Regions from separate parts of the Mus musculus genome. Here region 2 is linked to region 1. Evidence: chromatin contacts called from public ChIA-PET data. All regions are on one chromosome and are shown on one strand. The core of a region is the stretch at or near the end of the contact, and the rest is flanking DNA. Distances in the headings are between cores, read along the strand shown. Region 1 overlaps Il2ra (interleukin 2 receptor, alpha chain). Region 2 has its middle 24 kb from the start of Ankrd16.

Region 1 (7,181 bases), core at 1,015-3,514:
GTGGTTAGCCTTTTGTGTCTGTGAGTCCTGTTGTCATCTGACACACGTTTCTGAGGCCCAGTTCTCTCAGGCTTCGTCAAAGCCTGGGTTTCCATAAGGCAGGAATGTGTGACTCACTAGTAAGACCATTTTGGAGAAAACCCTGTGCCTTCTTGGCAGTAGTTACACAAACAACAAACAGTAGGTCTACAGAAACTAGGAATTTGCTCTTAGAAAGAGAAACCCAGGCAAGGAGCTGAGAACTGCCCTCTGTCTCACAGAGCGGCCTCTAGATTGTCACATCCAGGAGCCTGTAATGCTTACAGAGTACAGTGGTTGGGCTGCCTGTCTTTTTCTAACTCTCCAGTCACCTCAGAAAACAAGCTTCAGCACTTGAAAGAGTTAACCACAAACTTACCACAGAATGTCAACTTGATTTAAATTAAAGTGTTATCAGATTAAAAAAGAAAGAGAGAGAGAGAAAAGTCTGGGAAGAAATATTCCTCCTCTTTCTCTGAAAACTAAAGACAGTTTTCCCCTCAAATCTTAGAAACGGATTTCTTGGGAGGGGGCCATATTTTTAGCGGAGCACTGCTAAATTGGTAAATCCCGCCCACAGTCTTCTGAAAAAAGACAGAGCCTTCTGAGAAGCAAGTTGTAATCGTGAGGGCTTGTTTCAAATGGATATCTGTGGGATTTCCCCTGCATGTGTAGTCCCAGAACTCAGAAGGCTGACAGAGGTGATTACCATGAGTTTGAGGCCAGCCTAGCTACACTGCAAGTCAGTTCAGGATACATAGCTGGACCCTGTCTATAAGTAAATGAATACATAAGTAAACAAACAAATACAAGCTGGAGAGACGGCCCAACTGTTAAGAGCCCTGGCTGCTCTTCCAGAGAGGTCCTGAAATCAATTCCCATCGACCACATGGTGGCTCACAACCTGTAAAGGGATCAGATACCCTCTGTTTTCTGATGCCCTCTTCTCTCATATATATATAGATGTATACACACACACACATATATTACATAAGAAAATAAATTGTTAAAATAAATTGTTAAACAAATGCAATTAAAGACTGGAGAAGTAACCATGGTGTGGGACAGCTGTTTAAGTTGCAGCCAACCATTGGACTGAGCCCAGGGGCCCCAGGGGAAAAGTTAGGGCAAGGACTGTAGGAGCTGAAGGGGTTTGCAACTCCATAGGAAAAACAACAAGATCAACCAACCAGACCTCCCAAAGTTCTTAGGGACTAAACCATCAACCAAAGAGCATACATGGAGGGACCCATGACTCCAGCTGCATATGTAGCAGAGGATGGCCTTATCTGGCATCAATGGGAGGGGAGGCCTTTGGTCCAGTAAAGGCTTGATGCCCAGTGAAGGGGAATACCAGGGCAGTGAGGTGGGAGTGGGTGGGTGGGTGGGGTAGCACCCTCCTAGAAGCAGGGAGGAGGGGGATGGGATTGTGGGGGCTGCGGAGAGGAAACCAGGAAGGGGAATAACATTTGAAATGTAAAAAAATAAAATAACCAACTTAAAAAAAAAAGATTAGAAGAGAAACAGAAAACAAAGAAAAAGTTACGAAAATCTGGGGCACCTATTCTAAGCACTGCCAATACCATGGTATTATATATTATAATATATATTACATATGTTTTATATAATATATATTATATAATATATAATGTATATTATAATATGAATGTATAGTGAAATATATAAAACTAAGGATGGGAGATGGTTTCGTGGGTTTGCCACAGAAGCATGAGAACCTGAGTTCACATCCCCAGCACTCTATAAACTCTATATGGCTGTGCACATGCAAATCCCAGCACAGGAGGAAAAGGGAGGTGGAGACAGGCGGACGCCCTGAGCTCACTGGTTAGACAGCCTAGGTTTTCAATGGTGGCAGTTGTATTCTCTAAGAAGCAGGGTGGCATGCTCTGGCCAATAGTTCCTCAGCATTGGCAGCTAAAAATTACCTCCAGAAGCGGCCTCTGAGGAGACAGTTAGAAAGGGAAAGTGATGTCTGGGACCAGACAGGGAAACCTAGCAGCGAGCCCTCAAGGCTCACCTCCCCTCAGGGGTACCAGCGGGACTCCTGAGGACTCGCCCTTTTATTCTAAAAAGACTCTCAAAAGTTCGGTTTACTTTCCTTTAAATAAGGAGTTTTCTCTTCACAAAGGTTCTTTTTTGTTCTAAATCAAGGTCTGAACAGAGAGGTGTCACTAGCACGGGGACAGGAAGCACATACCATGCTGATGCTCAGCTGAGTGGGGCTTGGCAGGCAGGGAAAGCCACCACAACCTGCCCACAGTCAGCAAGTGTCAAACATACAACCCTGTGTCAAGTCACTGGCCCCAAAACTCCCTGGAAACTTTCAGAGCGCTGGGCAGGAAGAGGCTGACGTCAGCATAGATGTCGGGGACTTCAAAAGAAACTTTTAGAAACATTTCTTTTGCCGTTCCCCACAACATGATAAAGTGACCTTTTCCCTGGGGACACAGGCCTGTTTGGTTTTAGGGCTGCTCTCATTTACATATATACATTGTGGTTTTTTACATATCAATTTATTATGTATTATTCTTATAGTTTATTAATACATCTTTAAAGCACTGCTTTTCTTTTCGGCTTTATACAGTATAGTAAGAACTGGGGACCCAGCTCAGAGGTAAAGTGTTTTGTCTAGTGTGAATTGAACCCTGGGCTCAATCCTTAGCATCACAGAAAACAAAAAACAGTCTGATAATATACTTTGTAATCCCAGCACTTGGGGGATTTGGAGAAAGGAAGATAATGAGTTTAAGGCCATCCTGGACGGTGGGGAAGTTCAAGGTCAGCCTGAGTTAGAGTCCTTGTCTCAAAAAAACAAGAGCGAAGTAGTAGAATGCTTATCTAGGTTGGTTTGGTGAGGTCCTGGGTTGGATCCTTAGAACCACAGGAGATGAAAAAGAAGAGATAACAAGAGGGCAAGGGAGGGGAGGGGAGGGGAAGGGAGAAAAAGAGAAGGGAGAGGGCAGGAAGAGAGGGCAGGGCAGGGCAGGGGAGGGGAGGGGAGAGGAGAAGAGGGCAAGGGAGGGGAAGGAAGTTGAGGGGAGAGGAGGGGAGAAGAGGGGAAGGGAAGGGAAGGGAAGGGAAGGGAAGGGAAGGGAAGGGAAGGGAAGGGAAGGGAAGGGAAGGGAAGGGAAGGGAAGGGAAGGGAAGGGAAGGGAAGGGAAGGGAAGGGAAGGAAACTCACTAATGGTCTGAATTGGATTAATGAGGTTCCTTCCCTCCTGCCCTCCCTCCCCCTTTTCCTTTCTTCCTTGAAGAGGTCATAGATGTTGAGGACCTGGGAGATCTTCAAATGTACTCAGACATGTGAGAGTTGGCCTATAGATGGTGCCTCAGAGACTCCTGAGCCTGTGGAAACAGTCTGTTACTGAAGGACTCCCAGTACGTCCTACCTGAGATGTCCCTGAAAGGTATTGCTGAGCCAAACAAGCACAAAACCTCTGCAGATTGTTCTAAACTCAAAATGGAAAGTGCTGGATTCTAATTCTAGTCACTCACACTGACAAAACAGCGTGAGCCCTTCTCTCTTCTGCATGTACATATAATGGGAAGCAGTTCCTAGCTTATGGTGTGTCGGTCTTGCAGGAGGAGTGGGCAGTGGAGTGTGTGTCCACCAGCTCTGTGCTCTTACTTAAATCTCAGCCCTTAGCTTGGGTATTCTCTCCGCATAAGCAAGAAGCTCCTGGAGGCCAAGAGTTGGGTCTTATTCATCTCTGCCTCTCTAACCTTGCGTGAAGTTGCTCAATAGATCATGAATGAACTGAGAAGCAAAGCAGCAGACATACAAATATCGAGAAGCTCTGCCACCAGGGTAGGGTGTTCCTTGCCACGGTTCCTCTCACCTGTCACACTCACCTGTAAGTGGCTTCTTAGTCTGCCCTTGGAAGCACATACCCATCTTTGTCTTTTGTTTTTTATTACCAAGAGAGAGAGAGAGAGAGAGAGAGAGAGAGAGAGAGAGAGAGAACACACACACACACACACACACACACAAAGTTTATGAAGGAGGTATCTATTTTGGTCCCACACAGAAAACAGTGGGCGATTCTGTGGGCAGAGATGGCAATTCCTGAACAAGGTGTGGTGACTCATGGCCAAAGGTGCTCAGAAGGTGTGGTGACTCATGGCCAAAGGTGCTCAGAATTTCCTCTGTTTTGCCGGTTGCTAGCCCAGACTCTGCTGCTGTGACTTCTTTGAAATGCTATCAGATGCAAGGAAAACACCCCAGGCTGCTCTTTGAAGGTAACAGAAGGATTCAGAGAATACAGGATCTAAGACTAGCAGGGTCCTGAGGAGGTCCTACCAGAGTGAACTCCAGACGTGTAAGTAAGGTGGAGTGATCAGGAGTTTGAGATTAGCCTTAATCACTTCATGAATTTCTAAGCCACCCTGAGCTACATACATTCAGGGGGAAAAAAAGAGGCTGAGGCTATGCTGAGGTGTAACTGTCTGGGAGAGCAAGAGGACTCAGGCTTGGATTCCCTACCCTCCAGGTAGAAATCCCAGCACCATGATGTATGTTTGTAGCCCCAGCAGAGGGCTGGGGAAGACAAGACCACTGCAGCTTTTGAGCAGGTGGTCTAGCTGAATTGGTGAGCTCCAGGTTCAGTGAGAGAGTGTCTCAAAAAGATAAGGTCAAGGGATAAAAGAAGATGTCGTGTGAATGAAGCTCTGACCTCCACACACATGTGTATATACATGCATATGTATACACACACACACACATGCACAAAAGTAAAGACAAGAGATTCAACAGGTGGCCATTCAGGTAGACTGTGGAGCTGCTGTGTAAGGTGGTCATGGCTCAGGATGGTGGGTAGAGATTCTGTAAACTCAGATTCTAGAGACTTCCTAGTTGTGTTACACCAGCTACTGATTTAACTGACCAAAGACTCCATTGGTCAACTGCAAAGGGAAGATAATAAGAACTGCTTTTTATGTTGTTTTATTTCCAGAGCTCACTATGTGGCCCTAACTGGCTTGGAACTCTCTGTGTCAGCAATTCTCAACCTGTGGGTTGCTAAGACAATTGGGAAAAAAAGATATTTAAATTAAAATTCATAAAAGTAGCAAAATTACAGCTATGAGGTAGCAACAAAAATAATTTTATGGTTGGGGAGTCACCACAGTGTGAGGAACTGCATTAGAGGGCTGCAGTGTTAGGTTGAGAACACTGCTCTGTGTAGAGGAGACTGGCACTGTGTAGAGAGCTGCTGCCTTTGTTTCCCAAGTGTTGAACATAAAGGCATAGACCACAATGCCCAACACAACTACCTTATTTTGAAAACTGAACCAAGAGACACTGATTTAACACAATACTAAGAGATGGCATGTAGACAGTGAGCATAAGCTCTCGCTATCATCATCACTGTTTGAAATGTTTCTTCTGGAACTGGAGAGAAGCCTCACAACTTAAGAACACTTGCTGCTCTTGCAGAGGACCTGAGTTCAAGTCCCAGGACCCACATAGTGGCTCACAACTTTCCATAATTCCAGTTTCAGGGGATCCAATACCTTATTCTGGCCTCCTTGGCACCAAGCATGCCCAGAGTACACATATATACATGCAGGTCAAATATCCATACACCCATACATATAAGAAAAGAAAAAATTTAAACCAATAAATAAATAAATAAATAAATAAATAAATAAAAATTTAAAAACAGTGCTTCTTTTGGGTGAAACCGTTTACTGTTGGTAGTCCAGTCATGTGAGCCTCAGCCTCCTGCATGTAGGATGTCTGGTGCTACCTTGAGAGTTGCTGGTTGAAGCCTAGTGAACTGGCAGGGTAAAAGGAGGCTGTCGTGTTAGAAGCCATGGGATTCTGACCTTGTGGTATGAGGTTAACAGGACTGCATCATAGTTAAAAACACAGATGTAGAGGTAGAAGAAAACTAAAAAATTCTTTGACTATATCCAGGGTGTCATGTGGTACTGGCAAGGCTACTCAGTAATTCATCATGTCAAAGAAATCTACTAGAGATAACTAATGCCTATGGGCACTGGAGGATTTAAGTAGGATGGGGAACATGCAAAGTCTTATGCCTGAGCAAAATCATTATTATTATTATCATTATCATTATCATTATTATTATTATTATTATTATTATTATTATTATTATTACTACTACTACTACTACTACTACTACTATATGTGTGTGTGTGTAGTGTGTATACCATCTATCTTTTCTTTTGGGATATGGTTTCCCAACAACCTAGAGCTCACTGATTTGGCTGGTAGACCAGTAAGCCCCAGCGATCTACCCATCTCTGTTTTCCCAGCAATGCGATTACAAACATGTGCCACCATGTTCAGCTTTTTTTTTTATGTGGGGAAAGTATTAATTTTTATCAGAGAAACACTGTGCACTTGAAAATCATTTTGTTCAGACACACATCTCTGCAAACGGATAATGGCCCATGTGTACAGCTTTGGCAGAATCATCACACAATACTGTCTTCTAACATTTTCTGTTGTTTTGTTTTGTTTTGTTTTGTTGTTGTTGTTTTGTTGTCTTGAGACAGGGCTTCTCTGTGTAGCCCTGACTGTCCTGGAACTTACTCTGTAAACCAGGCTGGCCTCGAACTCAGAAATCAGCCTGCCTCTGCCTCCTAAGTACTGGGATTAAAGGTGTACACCACCATTGCCCGGCTAATGCTCTGTTATTCTTAAGCATCATTCAGAGCTAGGTTCTCCAAAAGCCCTTCTCAAAGCATCATCTTTAATTACCCAGGCAGTAGGCTGCTCTCTTTATTCTGACCACTTATAATATTTATAGGCTGTGTTATATAGACTGTGCAACCTTTGATCAATATTTAATCTTCTCTGAAGTTGTCTCCCATTTTAGTTGAAACCTCTGTGTGGTTACATAGTGTGCATTTTTTTGTTGTTGTTGTTGTTACATGATAGCCTGCTGCTCAGAACTGGGCCCATGCACTGACAACACACATCTCGTGTTGGAGCCTGTTTGAACAGAATTTCAAGCTACCGAATCCCTCTCCGAACAGAATGCTTTATAACAAAATCCCCAGGAGTCTTGTAAAGTTTGAGAAGTTCTCCTCTATTTTCAAAGAATAAAAATGAAGCAATGAAATTAACCAGCATGAAAAACCATTTGCGTTTCTCTTCTTCCCTTCCCTCCCTT
Region 2 (7,045 bases), core at 2,569-5,068, 150 kb before region 1:
AGCTAAGTATAGGCATAGCTCTCTAATTAATACAATCCTCTTTTTATAATTTTTCCTAGCAATATTCACTTAAGTAGACATATTGACAGGTTCAAGTATGTGAGGGGCAAGTACAAATAAACCCAGGCAGTTCTAGCACCTCTCCTCTGCTCCTGGGTGAATTAAATCTGACTGTGACCTTCAGAGTTATCTTGAAGTAATCTGCAGTCAAACTGCCTTTGACACTTTTTTTTTTATCCACATCCCTGCTGGTGAATGGTAAAGTATGCTCTGATACATTTCAATGTTAAGAAAGTTCTTATATAGGATATTACATTTACTCATATGGCCATTTGAAAAGAAAAGTCTTTTAAATTCATTTAGGAAACAAAAGAGACATGTATATGGAGTATTTGTCTTTTTTTAGTGCTTCCAAGAGGAAAGTGAAGCTGCACTAAGACAGTGGCAGGCTCAATGCAGAGAAAGAGCTACTTGCACATTCCCTCACCAGGGCAGTGCACATCCCTGAGGAAGCTGGTATTTCACATTTTCACACTTGTCCTCAACAGCAGAGAACTCTGGGGTTCACGGTGAGATGCCATTCCCAGCTCCTTCTTGTATGTAGGTGGAAACACATATCTACTGTTGTTAATGGCATGTGGCTAGAGTGGACTTAGCCCCATACAAGGGCCATTCGAACTCTCACACTGTTTCTTTTATATGGTAGGGAACAAGGATTCTGAGGTGATGGCACCACAGGTGTCCTGTAGTTTACTGCTTTAGCAAACTGTTCAGGAGAGCCACCAACTCAGCATCTGTACTGGCTGGTTTTGTGTGTTAACTTGACACAAGATGAAGTTATCACAGAGAAAGGAGCCTCCCTTGAGGAAATGCCTCCATGAGATCCAGCTGTAAGGCATCTTCTCAATTAGTGATGGAGAGTGGGAGGGCCCATTGTGGGTGGTGCCATCCGTGGGCCGGTAGTCTTGGATTCTATAAGAAAACAAGCTGAGCAAGCCAGGGGAAGCAAGCCAATAAGTAACATCCCTCCATGGCCTCTGCATCAGCTCCTGCTTCCTGATCTGCTTGAGTTCCTGTCCTGACTTCCTTTGGTGTTGAACAGCAACATGGAAGTGTAAGCTGAATAAACCCTTTCCTCCCCAACTTGCTTCTTTTTTGATGTTTTGTGCAGGAATAGAAACCCTGACTAAGACAACACCCTACCAACTATTTCATCAATGAGAAGCAGGTCTAAGTTCCTGTGACTTTGACCGTGAGGAATCTAGCAGCTGTTGAGATAATGGACTCCAAATCCAATCAATTTTTTTCATATTTTGTTAAGAAACCAAGTTTATATCTGCCATTAAAAAAGAACTCATGGGGCTGGAGAGATGGCTCAGAGATTGAGTGTATGTCTCTCTTCCAGAGGAGCTATGTTCAGATGCCAGCATCTACATGGGGCAGCTTGCAACTGCTTGAATTCCAGTTTCAGTGAGACCTGATGCCCTATCCCTCTGCCTCTGAGGACACCTGCACACACCTACCTCATACATAATGCCACAAACATGCAAACAAACAAAAATATTTTCATTTTTAAAAATATTTATTTATTAATTATATGTAAGTACACTGTAGCTGTCTTCAGACACACAAGAAGAGAGCATCAGGTCTAATTACAGGTGGTTGTGAGCCACCATGTGGTTACTGGGGATTTGAACTCAGGACCTTTGGAAGGGCAGTCGATGCTCTTACTCACTGAGTCATCTCCCCAGTCCCCACAGAAATATTTTCAAAAGAATCTAAGTTGCCATGTGAGTTAACATTTCACAAAAAGTCATTAAATTCAGTGAATAAAAATAAGAGATTACTACTCGAATTTGAATTTGTTTAATAAACACGTCACAACATATTTTCTGCAAAATGTTTGGGACAGTTTTACACTAAAAATCATTATTGTAAGCCAGGTGGTGGTGATGCGCATCTTTAACCCAGCACTCAGGAGGCAGAGGCAAATGGATCTCTATGTTGGATGCCAGCCTGGTTTACAGAAGTGGGTTCTGGGACAGCCAGGGCTATACAGAAACACCCTGCCTTAAAAAACAAAACAAAAAAAATCATGAATCGTTTATTTCAAACTCTAATTAAATGACTCAAATACAAACTGGATGACCCGCAAAACTGTTTTATTGGCGTATTGGAGCTACAGAAGCTTCACATATTTAGTGTACACAACTTGTTGAATTTGGGGCTAATTCACAAAATCATCCCATATGGTAAACATGTCCAGCACCTTCAAACATTTCTATAGCCTTCTTATTATGTGCATAACTATGCTGTTCTGGCTTAAATGTCTATATACTGTCCCCAAGGACACTGAGAGTTGGGGCCTTTGGGAGCTGCCTGGGTCATGAGAGTGGAGCCTTTGAGAACTGGGATTAGCGTGGATGTGAAGCCTCTCATGGGATCCCCATTTGTAAGCCAGAAAGCGGCCCTAAGAGCAGGCTGGGCCTGGGCCTCCAATACTGGGAAGCACTTGTTGTTTAAAAGCCACTCTGTTTATTGTATTTCCCCCAAAGCAATCCAAGCAAGCTAACACATAACACCTAACAGCAGATTCACCAAGTTTTAAGCATCTATTCCTGGTGGTAACTGCAGGCACTATGCTATGCTGTACTTGTTGACCAGAGTCCTCCCTTTCCCCACATTCCCCTCAGCTCCCTAAATAAACATTTATCCTCTGCCACTATGGATTTGACCTTTCAAAATTCCACAAGCAAGGGCTGGGATAGAGGTCAGCGGGAGAATGCCTTGATACCAGAGTTCTGTTTCCAGCCAGAAGAGGGGCATCAGATCTCCTGAGACAGGCGTGACAGGTCATAGGTGCTACCCTATGTGAGCGCTGGAAACAGAACTCTGGTCCTCTGCAATGTCAGCAAGTGCTCTCAACCACTGAGCCATTTCTCCAGCCCTATAATACATTTTTGAAAATTTTTTTCTTCTATTTTTAATTTATATGTTTTTTTCTCTTAAGAGATTCATTCATTTTTAAAAAGAAATAACTGATCTTTTTTTCACTCATTTTCTTTTTGTGCCTTAACACCCTAGGATGGATTTTAAAATGAAATCAGAATTTTCTTTTCAATGTAGTTCAATGACAGAGAGTTTGTCTAACAAGTAGTTCCGGGCTGGAGAGATAGCTCAACTGCTGATTTCTTACAACCCTTGGCATAAAAACCCTTCAACAGGGGTCCTAGAGAGATAGCTCAGCAGTGATGAGTACTGTTGCTCTTCCAGAGGACTGGGGTTTGATTCTGAGCACTCACATGGCAGCTCACAACCATCTATAACTCCAATTCCAAGGGATCTGACACCCTCACACAGGCAAAACATCAATACACATGAAATAAAAAATAAATACATTTTTAAAAAGTACAAGTTCCCATGTTTGATCCCCACCCTCAAATGACAGAAAGAAAAAAGGAAGCTAATGACATATCCTCCCAAAGAGAAATTTAAAAAGGCAAATTAGGACACTAAGTGCAAATAGTGTTTTCCTAGCCACTTCCTGTAGTTGAACCTGTGCTCTTAATTTGGGGCTGCTGTTAACCACAATGGTTTTGTCTTTGAAAACCTAACTTATCCACTGAGCCTCCACTGTTGCTGCTGGGATCCACTGTGAGCAACAGGCATACGTGTTGGGCACTTGCTACATGCCAGCATTCCACATGTTAGCTCAGCTAATCTTTATAATAATTTGAGGATAGAAGCCCCATTGTTACTCTGTTGTTAAGAAGGAAACAGAGGCAGGAAGTGTAACTTGCATACTGGGTGGCAGTAGTGTGGAGATCAACACCATCTTTATGGGTTCATGACTTCTTTCTCAGTCCCCAGTACTGTCTTCAGAGAACGATTCTGATATTCTTTATATGTCTATAAATAAATGGATTGCTTTCTGCTCTCCTAGACTTTAAAGGGCTATGAGGGATGAGAGGAAAGGGAGGCAAAAATAATCTCACCCAAATAATCCTAATTAAGACAGCTCTGATAAAGGCTTGTTCTCAGAGACTCCTATTATGTATGGCCAGTTCTCTTCTGGTGATCACGTCGCGGCATGGCTCCAGCCAGTAGAAAGTGTTGTTTGGACATTTCAGATGTGCAAAGGGGTAGATGATCTCTCCTTTGCTCATGTTCCCATCTCTGGGTTACCACAGAAGCAGGCAGCATACTCAGACCCACCTCGGAGAAACAGGAATGCGAACCTCCAGCAGGGCTTCTCCTTTTCCTTCTCTATTCACTCTGAGCCAGTCCCTGTGATGGTGCCAGCCACACTCAGGCTGGCTCTTCAATTTCCCCAGTTAATCTTCCCTGGAAAAGTTCTCAAAGACACCCCAGAAGAATGTCTCACCCATCTCTTAGATGAGTCTAGAGCCAATCAAGTTGACAATGAAAATTAACCAACACGGGCAAGGAGACCCACAAGTGGAATTTGTTCCTATGATTTTTATGTTCATTTACATCCTGGTTGGCAAGTCTTCCACAAAACTGACTAAAATTAACACCAGGCATACCACAGGGTTAACACTGATGTTTGTATTTGGTGCCATTGACTGTAATCAAAACAGAGATGGCTCCTAAGGAATGTGTTATCTAAGAAATCTGTGCTGATTCATTCCCAGCACTTTAGTTAGCTTCTGTATGTTTCTGTTATCTATTTGATCTGTTGTTTGGTTTTTAGGATTTATTTACATGGATGAATGTTTTGCCTGCATGTACACATGTTCACCAACTGTGTGTCTGGCGCCCAGGGAGGTGAGAAGAGGATTTAGATCCCCTGGAACTGAAGTTAGCATGGAGTTGCTGGGAACCAGGCACCTTAACTATCTCTCCAGTCCCTTCTTTTGTTTGGCATGTGTGTCTCTATCTATATATCTATCTAATTATCTATCTATCTATCTATCTATCTATCTATCTATCTATGTGGCAGATGAAGGTTTTGTTGTTGGCCTGGTCTGGAAGAAGTATCCTAGTCTCTACTTTGTGTGTTGAGTCTCAGGCAATGGAGTCTCCCAGGACCAGAGTCAAGTATGATGGGGCAACACCATCCTATAACCTCAGCTGACTGAAGATGCCCCTGGCTCAGCCTATCTGAGATCATCCAGATGACTTGTAGAATCATGTTGTAGTCTGTTGCATTGTCTTTGTTTTTTTTTTTCCTTTTTCAACATATTTCCACCTTCGTAGATCTTTTTCTCACCATTCAAACTGTAAATGCAAACTCATCTATTAAAGACAATACGCCCACACTGTTCTTTGTTTTATTTGTTCATTTATTGGCCCCAGGTCACCTTTCCACTGCGCATGTGTGCCAGTGTGCACATGTGTGCAGGTGTGCGTGCCTGTGAGTGGCACTTGGAGGGAGGACAACTGTTTTCGTCTTCACCTTGTTTTTTGAGACAGGGTCTCTCGCTGAACCTGAAGCTTGCTGTTTCAACTAGGCAAGCTCCTGGAATCTGCCTGCATCTTCCCGCAACTGCAGTGCTAGGGTCATAGGCATGAACAGGCATGCTTGAATAGTATGTGGGTATTGGAGATTTGAACCCAGGTCCCCTTGTTTCAGAGCAAGTACTCTTACTTCCTGAACTTCCCCCATCCTGCACAGCTCCAAGGACTTGGAGCAGACCGAGGCAGAGAGAGAATGAAGACACAGGGATGGAAAGACTGGGATCTGGTGGCCTGAGGTGTCAGACAGAAACCTAGGAAATGCAGCTTGCTTATTATGTAGACTTGAACAGCGAAGTGAGTTATTTATTGCATGCAGCTGAACAAGGAGGCAAGGCTGGCGTATGATGCATAGCTGGATCAAGGGGACAGGTTCAACTAATCTCAGTATGACAGTTTCTATGGGGAATCAGTCTTCAGACTGGAAACGTATTGGCAGAGAAAGCTACGGTGGACATATTATCCGCACACACTGTTAACATCCATGCTTAGACACCCCTCCACCCCAGGAAGGCCAGGAAGGCCTTGCCATTTCCCTGAGACTCATCTGGTGGATATGTGTGTGTGTGTGTGTGTGTGTGTGTGTGTGTGTGTGTGTGTGTGTGTGTATGTGTGTCTTGCCATTTTCCCATGGGTCTGAGGCTATGGAATCCTGGTCATGGCTGTGCCCACATCAACACTGCACATTTCACTCAAGACCAACTCAGGGCTTTCTCTGATGCCCATCCTGAAGCATCTGCCCAGGCCCTATCATTCTTTCCTGAAGCTGCTCCAATCACTGTTTTTGGTCATTTCACTAAAATCACCGGGTGGGGCTCACCCGTCACTGGGCCTCAGCCTGACACTGATTCGTGCAGCATCAGTCTCACTGAATACTCCTTTAGGAAGAGGCCTGGTTCTGGCTTCTCCTGGTTGTCTGCTGGCTCCCTTCAATCTCCTAGGTCTCTGCTGGTTTTCTCACCTTCCAGCCTGTGTCCTCTGGTACCCAGGGCTCAGTTCTGGGGATGCTTCTCTTTATGTGGCCTCAGGTGACCTCATCATTCCATGGAACCCGTGTACTGCCCCTCCTCCCGGCTCATCCCTGGGTTCCCCTTTTCTCTAGCTGCCTGCTTGATCCCTCCACTCGGGCAGTACACACCGGACACATATCCAACCCCCGTCTCTGTACTCCATTCTTCCCTGTGCAGGGAGTGGCAAATGTGCCCTGTCATCGGCTAAGTCCAACATCTCAACCCTTCTATCTTTCCTTCCCACATTCAGCTGACAGCAGAACCAGCTGCTTCTGCTTTTAAGATATAGCATAGAACTTCTGATGCTTCACCCATCACCATGGCCTACATTACTACCCTGTCTCTCAAGGGTTACTGTATGGCCTTCCACCCAATGTTCAGAACCACCTTCCTAAAAATCAGGTCAGATTTAATCAGTATTCTGCTAAGAACCCCCATGGCTTCCTCTGCCTCACCAGAGATGGTCCATAGGGACCTCTGTGACCTCTGACCTCTGTGACGAGCTCTGACCTCATCGTCTTCTCTCTTTGCCTCCTTACTCATTTCTGTCACCCTGG

The links. ChIA-PET counts read pairs in DNA pulled down with a chosen protein or histone mark.
Region 2: an RNA polymerase II ChIA-PET map of memory CD8 T cells shows a contact between it and region 1, with 82 read pairs. The contact joins two enhancer-like sites. A contact is called at or near these places in 1 of 484 Hi-C or Micro-C datasets (nephron progenitors), 1 of 115 datasets of contacts at active chromatin or transcription factors (memory CD8 T cells) and 2 of 9 other capture datasets (adipose tissue and pancreatic islet).

What each region holds. Positions count from the first base shown.
Region 1 is chr2:11,648,669-11,655,849 of GRCm38.p6, reverse strand. All of the region lies in intron 1 of Il2ra (interleukin 2 receptor, alpha chain), which reads right to left. Among named protein-coding and RNA genes, the nearest start is that of Il2ra, 9.5 kb to the right of the region's middle. Within about 2 kb of position 2,264, at least 96 of the 459 cell types and tissues checked have an H3K27ac peak or open chromatin away from gene starts, as enhancers often do. A contact at or near this core is called in memory CD8 T cells, where this site is marked.
Region 2 is chr2:11,798,259-11,805,303 of GRCm38.p6, reverse strand. No RefSeq gene overlaps it. Among named protein-coding and RNA genes, the nearest start is that of Ankrd16, 24 kb to the right of the region's middle. Within about 2 kb of position 3,818, at least 24 of the 459 cell types and tissues checked have an H3K27ac peak or open chromatin away from gene starts, as enhancers often do. A contact at or near this core is called in memory CD8 T cells, where this site is marked.